Linked DNA regions of Mus musculus: all the other regions are linked to region 2. A link is a contact called in public Hi-C data. All regions are on one chromosome and are shown on one strand. The core of a region is the stretch at or near the end of the contact, and the rest is flanking DNA. Distances in the headings are between cores, read along the strand shown.

Region 1 (3,862 bases), core at 486-2,985, 75 kb after region 2:
CATCACAGCGTTCAGGAACCAGCCACAGTGTTGCAGAGAGAACACGTAATTGAATCAAATACAGATGGACAGTCAGTCTCCAGGAAAGGTAGATGAGTAAATCTGGAAGGTGACATAGCACCACCACCAGCACAGCACAGAGAGCCTGGGAGGACACGTCTGATCTTCAGACTTAATTCCCTTCTTCTGTGGATGACACAAATGAGGCCTTTGGAGAGACCGACCCTAAGTCCCCCTCCCCATTCCTCTCAAGACAGTGCTATGGAACAGAATTGAGTCCAGAATGGTCTCAGCCTGCTCCAGGGTTCCAAGACAGCTGGGCCAGGCAGCCCAGAGCTTATACTATCCATGGCTGTATTTCTGGCTACCATTCAATGACTTTAGCATAGTACCATCATTCTTTCAAATATCTGTCCAGGTTCCTTTCAGTGGTATATACATATTTTAAAGGAAGAAATGAGAAAATGGAAGACGGCCAGGACAAGGGAGATGTTTCCTAGAAGGGGCAAGAACCATACATCTTCCCTTCACAAAGGAATAGGAAAGGGTCGAGTATGTAAACCTTTAACTTTTTGGGAGCCTCTGATCCTGCTATAGTTTTTTTTTTTTTTTTTTTTTTTGGTCAGAAGAGTCCTTCCTTGTAGGTCCTCCGTTGGGGAGGCTGCCCATCCTGGTTTGATGTGTCACTCCCATAGTCTTGCTGGTCGCAATCCTACATTCTGCTAAGGGACCGTGCAGTGGGGGGATTCCAAGGAGCAAGGAAAGCCCCCCAATGACAACCTCCCTCAATTCCCTGCCAGCCATGGAGGCAGCAGGAAGCTCCTAGGAGTGAGTGGGGCATCCCTACTACAGAGGTGCCCTGCACCACAGAGGTGCTCTGCACTGAAGACTCCAGAGTCACTGGGGAGGGAGTGTAAAGCAAACAAGGACACTTTTTTTGTTGTTATGCTGGGGTTGAACCCTGGGCCTTGTACATGCTAAGCAGCTACTCTACCATCGAGCCACACCCCAGTCCCAGTGTAGACATGGATCCAGAGTGAGGCCTGGCTCACAGCTCGGATGTGCCCTGCTGGCAGATGTCTCTGCCCCCTCGTGCGTTGCCTTTTAAATAACCACTGCCAACGTGTACCTGTGTGTAACCCTTATTTAGCGCTCTGTCTTGAGGTCTTAGGGGGGAGGGGTGGGAGCCGTGGGTAAAACCCAGCATTAGAAGAACCTCTCTCAGAATTTAGGTGGAAGTGCTTATTAAAAGGATAGGTTTCTCCAGCCCCATTTGTGAGGCACCTTTGTTAGTTTTGGCCTTCGGAGTGCTGCTGTTTGGGGGCCAGAAGAAAGAGGGCAAGTTGCTACTTTGGAAGATCGAATAACTTTGGGGGGCCTTGGGGGACTGGGTTTAAGCTATGATTACTGCTAGTAACACCAGTGACAGTGTTGCATGCAGCAAGGGGGAAAAAGAAAAGTCCACTCTTAGTAGATAGCAAGCAGGTGCCATATGGATAGCCTGTTGTATGGCTATAGATGGCCGGCTGTTCAGGTGCCACACTTCACCAAACCCAGGAAAGGCAGGGTGTGCCTGAGTCAGCATATTCCTGAAAACAGAAGTCAGAACCCATCCATGCCTGCGAGCTCACGAATGCAAATGCCAGAAACTAACAGCTGAAAGGGTTAGGAGACGTTGAATTCAGAGGGATGAATATTCCTGTCACCTGTCCATCCCTGAGCATGCTGGCGGTGGGCTCCCGCTGTGCTCCGGACTCTTCTCTGCCAAGAGACTCGCTCATGTTAAGAGCGTGCATTGTATGGGACATTTCATGTGGAATGTGCAAGGCACCTTAAAAATAGGCCTGCGAAGTGGCCAGGCACAGACACTGGTCGGGTTTCATATCTAAATGAAACCGAGCCTGCACCCAGAGGATCGAGTTTCTGAGTCAGGCTCTCAAAGGGCTCTTCTTACTTGCTCCTCCTCCTCCTCTGCCTCCGCCTCCTCCTTATCCCTTAATCACTGAAGCACACAGTATCTGTGGTGCCCCACGTCTCAGCTGTGAAATGCCAGTCCCAGGACAGCTACTTGGGGTTTATGCCAAGTATTTGAACATGTGTGGAGCTCATCTACTGAGTCTGAAGGAAGTGGTGGAGAGAGTGTCCAGGACAGAAGGAAGTCATGGTCCGAGTAGCTGTAGAGTTCTTCTATATACGTGCTCGTTGGTCAGCAGACGGATCACAATTTTCTCTTTGCTCTTTGTCCCTAAGCCTTGGAGTCATTTATAAGGTGCTTTATCTGGGGCTGGTCAGAAGGTCAGCAGTGTGGATGAGTGGGAGATGGAGTCTCTGGTGGGAGGAGGGTGGATTTCAGAATGCTGACACCGGGCAACGGAGGCCACGATGCCAAAGCTACTGTCTCTGCAGCCTCTGAGCAAGTGGGTCTGGAGTTTGCTTAAATAAACTGACTATAGAAAAGCCGGGATAAGTTCATTTGTAGGTACTGATCGAAGGAGGTAAGTGGCCAAAGGAAGGTTTTTAAATTCAAACCTCAGGGGTCTGGTGATGAAGAAAAGTATTCATTGTTCTACAGGAAATTTGTGTCATCTGAAAATGTCCCCTAAGTGTATGTGATTGTTTGCAGTTGTGTGGCAGGAGGCGGGATTTTTTGACCATAGCATGTTCGTATTTTGTTCTCTGTAACACTGGAGTGACCACAAGTGTTCGAGTATTTCATTAGTAAAAGGGACAGTGTGTGGAAAGGCACTTGAAAGAGCAAGACTCAAGTGCTCGTGGTCTGCCCTGACAGCTGAATTCTTGCAGATGACCTCAAGGCTCTCTCTGTGACCCTGCACAAGTATGGCTTTAACAGAAAGGTGTGCTAGCAATCAAATGTTGATGAAGAAATAGACTTATTGCTTTATAGTATTTTAAGTATTTATTAAGATTAAAACAAAAGTAATATAAGATTGAACATATCTGAACTGAAACCCAAAATGCCCCCAAAGTCTGAAACTTTTGGGGACCCACAAAACCCCATTAATAGAAAATTCCATACTGTGAGGCATCATGCACAGAATCATTCGAAACACGGTATAAAATTAACCTTAGACTATGGGTGCAAGATACATATAAAACATAGATGAATTTTGTATTTAGTTCCCAGCATATCTTGCTATATGCTTTTCTTAACAGTGAACTGGGTTGGAATGGTTTATGTCTAACAATACAGTATATTGGCTAGTATCTAATACACTGAAACTCAGAGAGAGTTCAGATTCCGAAGCCAGCACCCAGATCCCTGAAACAAGCTTATAGACGACACCCGAGCTGCAGATTCCTGCTGTGACCCCAATGCTGTGGGTGGTGCCCAGCATAGGAAATACCCAGTCATGCTGTATAAAACATAAAACATACCAGGCTGGAGAGATGCCATAGCAGTTAAGAGCACTTGCTGCTCTTCCAGAGGGCCTGAGTTTGGTTCCCAGCACCCACAATTGGGCACCTCTCAACCAAGTATAATGCCACTTCCAAAGACTATAACACCTTCTTCTGGCTTCTGCAGACACCTTCATACACAGGTACACATAATTCACATAGGCACACAAATATAATTATATATATATGTATATGTATGTGTGTGTGTATATATATATATATCATACTTCCATTTGAATAGTGAATTCTCCCGAATCTTTACTCCAAAGTGGACAGAGAGCAGTGTCCAGCCTTTAGACATGTGGCTTTAGGTGGTAGTTGACAGAAGTGGGGACTACTCACTTCGGTAGCTCCAAGGTAATAGGAGACAGTGCAGTGGCAGGGATATTTGATTATCAATGAGCAAGACAACCATTTGCCTACAGGTTGGTAGGCAGACATGAGG
Region 2 (3,568 bases), core at 541-3,040:
GGAAAGGAAGTTGGGTCCCAGTCGGCAAGTTTTTGGAAGACTTACTGAAACACTTTTGGGTGGACTCTTCATGACTGTGTATGGTCTGAAAAGGTGACATGTTAAGAGTCCTGGTCATACTTCTTCAGGAATGTGAGGGTTGGCAGGGGATTTTGACTCCTCACGTTGGTACTGGAGGGGAACGCTGGAGCGCCCTCTCGTGGACACAGTCTCGTGGACACAGTTAGTCAAGCGTGCCTGCCGGCCTCCAAGCACTTCAAGGGGCAGGTCTCAAAAGGTACTTATTACGGATTATATAGGGTGTGCCTCACTTTCAGAAGATTTTCACAAAAGTGACTCGCAAAGTCCAGGCCTGTAAGTGCAAATTGTGTCGGAAGGTTTCAATAGGATCTGAGCTCAAGCCCCAACAAGACATTCTATCTTCTGGTTTATAATCAAAAAAAAAAAAAAAAAAAAAAAAGCCATTTCCTGCAGCTTCTGACGGTTCGGGCTACGGAAGGCCATTCTGTCGTTAAGACCACGGACTTTGAGTACAATTTTCCTTTAACATTTCAAGTCTGTACTCTCCTCGTGCTTCGGGATGCAGTCACCCACACCATGCCCTCTGCCCCACCCTGCGGCTCTGGGATCTTTCTCAGCAAATAAGATCAACCAGAATCCTTCACTTTCCACTCCACAGCTTTAGGTCTAAGCCCTGTCCCACTTAACTGTGCTGTGAACTTCAAGACCAGCATCTTTCAGGAAACACACAGGATTTCCCCGCTGGCGTCTTCTTCTTGTTCATCCCTGCTCCCCAAATCCCGAATCTAGATAGAGGACAACTTAGACTTGTCCTCGGGGCGCTTATTGCCCAACATCCAAAGCCTGGGATATAAACCACACGGAACATCTGTCAAAAGCACTTTACAGTGGACGGGTGAGTCCTTCTCTTTGCTCAGTTAATCAGAATACATCTACATTCGGTTTTCTCTGATTCTACAGGTGAGGCGGGAATCGGAGACCCAAAAGGTCAAGTACCTTGCCCACGGAGCGGAACCCTCAGGCTCCTTGGTGCTCTAAGGCAAACGTGTACTGCTGAGACTCCGGTAGACCTAGGTTTGAATCCCCGCTCAGCCCCGGAGTTCAAACAAGCCACTTCACTTCCTCGTGCCCATGTCTCCTTCTGAAAACAGGATTTCGAATTCGGGACTGTCATCATGCGAGTAGAAGCAGTGCCTGGAGCAAGGTCGCCGGAACTATAAATGTGAGCTCCCTTTCAGACCCCGGCTTGACGAGCTGCTTCTCCGATTTCTACAGCGGCTCCTCCCTTTCAGAGCTGCCCAGGCCACTGGGGGTGCCAACTGTGGAGCGCTGTGTCGGTCCTGACGCTGCATCCGGTACCAGGAATCCTTAAAGAAGCTCTGGGGAGAGCGGTGGGCAGCGAAGCGAAGAGGGGAGGCAGGAGTCAGATAGAGGGGGCTGGGTGGAACAGAGAGAAGGCTGGCACCCACCGCAGAGGGGCCCTCTACCCCGCCTGCACCTGAAGTGTCCCCAAGTGGCCGATGCCCGCCCTCTTCCCTCCCTTCACCCCAGCTTCTTCCCTTCCTAGCCGGCTCAGGGTGGTAGCCCCAGTACATCCAAAGGCAAAGAGTGGTCCTCTGCTGCGTGGACGCGTGGGCACTCGGGCTCTGCGTCTCCCGCGTCCCCCGAGCTGCAGCCCCGCCTCCTGCCCGCCCCGCCCCCTCCCCGTCCCGCTAGCAGGAGGCGGGGCGTGCGCGTCGGGCTGGGGACGGAGGGGGACGCGCGTGCAGCAGCTTCTCTCCGCCGGAGCAGCCGAGCAGAAGCCGTGGCTGCCGATCCCCCGCGGACTGGCAGTGGGCGGGGAGCGGAACTCGGGAGCCGGGCGCGCGTCGCCAGACAAGTGTTTTTGTGCGAGGCCGCGGTGGCGGCCACTTCAGCTCTCTGAACGCACGGTGCAGGGGATGCGAGCGGCCGTGGCGGCTGTGCCAGGAGGATCCGAGCGCCGTTGACCTGAGCGAGGGGACACACTCCCCCGGGTCGGCTGAGTGCGGGGGAGGGGACGGCGGGAGCGCAGGGTGCACGCCGGGCGGGGCAGGGGGTCAGTGATGACCGGGCGCGCGGGGAGGCTGCACGCCGCCGCCGCCGCCCGGAGCATCTGCCGCCTGAGCTGCGGATCGCAGCCGCCGCCCGGGCCATGGAGACGCTGAACGGCCCCGCGGGCGGCGGCGCCCCGGACACCAAGCCGCAGCCAGCCGGCCAGCATCACCGCCACCACCACCTGCACCCGCTGGCCGAGAGGAGGCGGCTGCACCGCGCACCCTCGCCCGCCAGACCCTTCCTCAAGGACCTGCACACGCGGCCCGCCACGGCCACCCCCTCTGCGGGCCGTGCCCCGACTCCCGCGGCTCCTCGCTCGCCTAGCCTTGCCGGGAAGGCGCCGCCGTCGCCCGGGCCCCCGGCCGCGCCCGGTCGCCTCTCCCGACGCAGCGGTGTAGTCCCCGGCGCGAAGGACAAGCCGCCGCCGGGCGCCGGAGCCAGGTCGGCGGGCGGCGCTAAGGCCGTCCCGGGGACCAGGAGGGCGGCGCGCGCGGGGCCGGCGGAGCCACTGTCCCGGGTTGGGAGGCCGACTGGGGCCGAGCCACCGCCTGCCGTCGCGAAGGGTCGCAAAACCAAGCGCGGCCCCGGGACGCCTCCAGCTCGCGCCGTCGTGCCCCCGGCTCGCGCCTCCCGGGTCCCCGCCGTGACCCTCTCTGTGACCTCGGTGGCTGGCTGTCGTATCAACCACACGGACAGCAGCTCGGATCTCTCCGACTGCGCCTCCGAACCCTTGTCTGATGAGCAGCGCCTACTCCCCGCCGCCAGCAGCGACGCTGAGTCGGGCACCGGCTCCAGTGACCGGGAACCCATACGCGGAGCACCCACTCCGAGCTCCGGATCCCGCGGGCCGCCGCCGGGCAGCCCCGAGCCCCCTATCCTGCTCGCGGCGCCCCCTGTCGCCAGTGCCTGTCTCGGGGGCCGAAGCAGCCCAGGCGGGGCCTCCACAGGGTCCCCGGGACCCGGTTCTCAGGAGGATGTTGGGGGCCGAGCGCCACCGGAGCGGACGATTCTGGGGACCTCCAAGGAGCCTAGCCTGGGCGAACAGCCCCGGCTCTTGGTGGTGGCTGAGGAAGAGGAGTTGCTGAGGGAGATGGAGGAACTGCGCTCGGAGAACGACTACCTCAAGGTGAGCAGCAGCCGGGGTGGCAGGTGTGTCTCGGAAGCCGACCCGGGATCCCCTGGCTTCCCTGGGGTCATGTGAGCTCGTCTCCTGGGGTCTCACTAATTCTTTACCCTTCTTTGCCCCTAACTGCTACCCAAAGCCGCTAGCTTCTGGTAACCTAACTCCAAACTTGTAGGAGGACCTGTAGGTCTGGTTCCCCCAGTTTTGCTCTTACTGTTTTGCCTGTCTTTGCTGATGCGTTTCGGGTGGCTATACATCGTTTTGGATACATTGACCCCTGCACTGTCACCTGTTGAAGAGGGTGATCTAGATGCCCAGCTGTAGCCCCCTACACGTGCACTTGGGTAT
Region 3 (3,528 bases), core at 261-2,760, 120 kb after region 2:
AATGACCTCTTTGACTAAAATCCCCTTTCTTTATTTCCCAGAAAAACAATAGCTAATGATGCTTGTTTCTTTAATTGCCATGGGAGCCATTTCTCAAGGGATCATAGCCTGTTAAACCTTAGAGCACTCTTAGTGGAGAAGGTTGCACAAACTCAGTGTTTACACCTGCCGAATGGTTATGGAGAGGTAATTGCCCAAGGCACTTCCACACCACCAGCTTTCTGTCCCAGATGAAAACACCCAAGACAGTCAGTGACACAGAGGAAATATTGATTAGACTCCTGATTTCAGAGACTCTCTAGTCCATGCTTGCCCGTCGCTTAGCACTGGTCGTGGAACAACACATCATGGCCAGAGTGCACAGGAGAGCTTTGCCTGCATTATGGCTGGAAGGAAGGAATAAGGTCCAGTAACTCACTGGACCTGTTCAGCCCCAGTGACCTAACTTCCTCCCACCTGCCCAAGCTCCCACCATCTCTCACTAGTGCCACCTGCTGGCCAGGAGGTCTGCATCACAGGGGCTTTGGAGGGACCATCAGACCCCCAACTGCAGCATATGCCTTAAAGGTTGTCTCTCTGACTCAGCATAAAACGGAGTGTGTATCCTTAGGGCCAGGGTGCCCTGCACCTTCAGCAGAACCATAGCTTCCCATTGTTTACTTAAAACATGTATTCACCACTAGCAGTGGGCCGTCAGTCTGTCACCCAGGAACCTGGTGAGACAGTTGAGACCCTGACTTTGGGCAAGGGAAAAACCACTGGGTTTGGTAGGTGGTCCCCATGTAGGTGGCTGTCATCCCATCTCTCCTGCATTTGGTTGCTAGGTAAAGTGAGACCTCCATCTCCAGGACTTTCCTAATCCCTCTTAAATTAGAACAAATCCCTGAATTCCATATAGGAATTCTGGGGCCCCCGCAGCCTTGCTGAGGCAGAGTCTGTCCTGCAGGGGTCAGGGATGGATGAGCTTGCAGAGTTGGTACGCCTCCCACCAGAGTTCTCAGAGGACACAGAGCGATTGGATTTCTGTCCAGGAAATGTTTCCGATCTACTGGCCATGGAAGGGGCTGCTTCCACTTACTGGCACTGCTGAGAACCTGAAGGAGGACAGTCCCAGAGCACAGCTAGTTAACTCAAGAGCTCAAAATAACATGTTGGGGGCATCTTCCCGTGAGAACACTATGTCCTTAAAAGTCAATTCCAAATCGAATTGAATTCTTAGAGCCTCTAAAGATCTTGTCTAAAATTACCCTGACCCACTTAGGGGAGGAGTCAGAACCAAGCAGATCGTTTTAGAAATGAAATTCAGTTCCCTGTAACAAGGACATCAGTGGCCCATAAAGTATCCAAGGACCAGTTTCAAGATTCAATCCATGTTAACTCTTGTCCATGAGATCAGACAGGCAGCCAAGTGCATCCCTGTTGGTCAAGGCACGGCAGCTAGCTGGAGGCTCCTGAGCACAGCATCAGATGTGGGATGCTGCTGACAGGGAAGTCAGTGATGCTCAGAGCCACCCAGTGATGCACAGGAAGGGGAGCATCTTGTTGCCTAGCAACACAGATGCGGATGTCACTCTTCCCAGCAGCCGGCAGATGATTATCCATCACACTGGCATCTCATCGAAGGCAAAACGGGGTTTAAATCCCGCATTAGCTGGGAGATAAGCTGCAGCCCGGAGGCATGTGCGTCAGAACCCCTACCTTGGCTTCAGTGAGAGATCTGGGAGGAATTGCTGGGTGCACGTCAGGGCAGGTGGCAGTCCCAGCAGGCACCCTGGCCTGTAGAGGCTGGTTTCTATTTCCAGCCTCCACCGGCATAATGCTGTGTCACAGACAGTGAAAGGAGGGTGAGGTACTTTGCCATCCACACGGGAATTATGAACTGATGAACCATGTCTCTGCAGGCACTCTGTACCCTGAGCCCTTAAGGCAAAGGGGGAGTTAGTCTGCCCACCAAACAGAGCTCTCACAAATTCAACAGACCCTCCCGAAACTTTAGGTGTACCCAGTGTTCTTATATGTGATGTTTCTGGTAGCACCGGGGTGGGGTGAGAGGGTGGGGTAGTACATTGCAATGTAAGGAAGATGTAAAACAGGCTATCCCATCCCGTTTGACAATGTGGACTAACCCGGGAATCCTCACAGAGTTAGAGAGGCACTGGAAGACAAAAAGCACATGACCTTGCTCTCACATGGACCCTCAGATGCTGAGCTATGCAGAAATGGTGGTTACTGTAGACTGGGAAAGGGGAGCCAGGGATGCAGGTGAAAACTCTGGGGGCTCAGTGGTGACAATTTGGGTCTAGGCGGTGATTCTCTGTCATCCTGTTCATGTGATGTTGCCTAAATGGTAGCATGCCAGGGTTCATGGCTGGAGTCCCTAGGACCTGATACCTCCTTCCATCTTAAAGAGAAGAAGTCCACCCCAGAGCCTGTAGTAGCCCTGTTATACAACCACTCATCAAGTACTTTAGCTCTACCCTGTTCTGGGTGGTATGCTGTGGGCTAGACACGTGACAGAAATCAGAAGAAAGCAAGTTCTGATTCCTATGTAGCTTTCGGCTTCATCACCAACCCCTAAACCGTGCAGCTTGTCATTTGCTATAGAATCCACTCTTACTTAGGTGTGTGTGTGTGTGTGTGTGTGTGTGTGTGTGTGATAGAATTTGAAGATGCTAGTACCCGTGTTGCAAGCTCTGTTGACATGGCCTCAAGCTGTGACCCAGTACTGTGGTGGACCATGAAGACAAACTCAGCCAGGATCTGCAGTGGTTTTATTGTGAAGCATCCACCAGAGAAAACCACTCAGACATTGGATTAAACTAATAGATAATCCTTATTTTGTGGACAGTAACTACACTGGGTGTTTGGGATGCAAGTCCTGTTCAGAGCCTTTCTCAGGGTGAGCTTTTAAGCACAAAACTCACTTCCTGGGTTGACATTCCTCAGTTAGCAAGAACAGTTAGCCAGAAACAGAACTACAGAAGCCAAAAGCAAGGTTAATATGTTTAAAGATGTCACCAGAACTGTGGACTTGAATGGATTGGGCCTCTACTCTCATCTTGACCAGGGTTGCTACCTGAATGCAGGGTGCCAAGGGACCTGTTACAGCTTAGGACCAAGAAAGTCACTGAGCTGACATTTTCCAGGTAGAGCGCCTCTTTCCTGTCTGTCAAGAATGTGCTAAAGTGGCCTCCTCTTATCTCCAGGAGGCCAAGGCCATTCATAAGGGAGTCACTCTGGCCAGGTGGCTTTGTCAAAACAATCAGCCCTGGATGGCTTTTTTCTCCTGACAAGAAGGCTCCCGAGTGCAGAGGCACCAAGATACCTGGGAAGGAGCCATAGGCACCAAGACACCTGGGAAGGAGCCATATCACCGACTTCATATGCTCTGTCTCATATGTACTTAGTGTAAGAGAGTGGGCCACAAGCACAGCCTGTGCGAGCCTCTAGTAATAGCCTGTCAGAGAAGACACAATGTATCCGCATTCAACTTCTCTTGCAACTTCTGACCACACAGCCACTGACTCT

What was found. Hi-C and Micro-C count contacts between places; a contact is called where the count stands out from the background.
Region 1: a contact with region 2 is called in a Hi-C map of myocytes, with 2.2 times the contacts expected there. The contact joins the enhancer-like site here to the promoter of Mtcl1 in region 2. A contact is called at or near these places in 7 of 39 promoter capture datasets (cranial neural crest, embryonic stem cells, epiblast stem cells and 3 more), 2 of 15 datasets of contacts at CTCF or cohesin (the NIH/3T3 cell line and embryonic stem cells), 47 of 484 Hi-C or Micro-C datasets (the 3T3-L1 cell line, the AML12 cell line, the C2C12 cell line and 24 more), 29 of 115 datasets of contacts at active chromatin or transcription factors (the NIH/3T3 cell line, VIP interneurons, cardiomyocytes and 15 more) and 3 of 9 other capture datasets (adipose tissue, liver and pancreatic islet).
Region 3: a contact with region 2 is called in a Hi-C map of the N1E-115 cell line, with 4 times the contacts expected there. The contact joins the enhancer-like site here to the promoter of Mtcl1 in region 2. A contact is called at or near these places in 9 of 39 promoter capture datasets (the 3T3-L1 cell line, cranial neural crest, embryonic stem cells and 4 more), 5 of 15 datasets of contacts at CTCF or cohesin (the NIH/3T3 cell line, embryonic stem cells, large pre-B cells and 1 more), 17 of 484 Hi-C or Micro-C datasets (3T3-L1-derived adipocytes, the N1E-115 cell line, brain and 10 more), 23 of 115 datasets of contacts at active chromatin or transcription factors (SST interneurons, a colorectal cancer cell line, craniofacial prominence and 14 more) and 2 of 9 other capture datasets (adipose tissue and pancreatic islet).

Annotation. Positions count from the first base shown.
Region 1 is chr17:66,372,939-66,376,800 of GRCm38.p6, reverse strand. All of the region lies in intron 6 of Mtcl1 (microtubule crosslinking factor 1), which reads left to right. Among named protein-coding and RNA genes, the nearest start is that of Mtcl1, 75 kb to the left of the region's middle. Within about 2 kb of position 1,735, at least 18 of the 459 cell types and tissues checked have an H3K27ac peak or open chromatin away from gene starts, as enhancers often do. A contact at or near this core is called in the C2C12 cell line, cerebellar granule neurons, cerebellum and 3 more, where this site is marked.
Region 2 is chr17:66,447,972-66,451,539 of GRCm38.p6, reverse strand. Mtcl1 (microtubule crosslinking factor 1) reads left to right here and starts at 1,790. Exons shown (of 14, transcript NM_172963.4): 1 at 1,790-3,223. The coding sequence starts at 2,195.
Region 3 is chr17:66,323,808-66,327,335 of GRCm38.p6, reverse strand. No RefSeq gene overlaps it. Among named protein-coding and RNA genes, the nearest start is that of Mtcl1, 120 kb to the left of the region's middle. Within about 2 kb of position 1,510, at least 58 of the 459 cell types and tissues checked have an H3K27ac peak or open chromatin away from gene starts, as enhancers often do. A contact at or near this core is called in the N1E-115 cell line, SST interneurons, brain and 5 more, where this site is marked.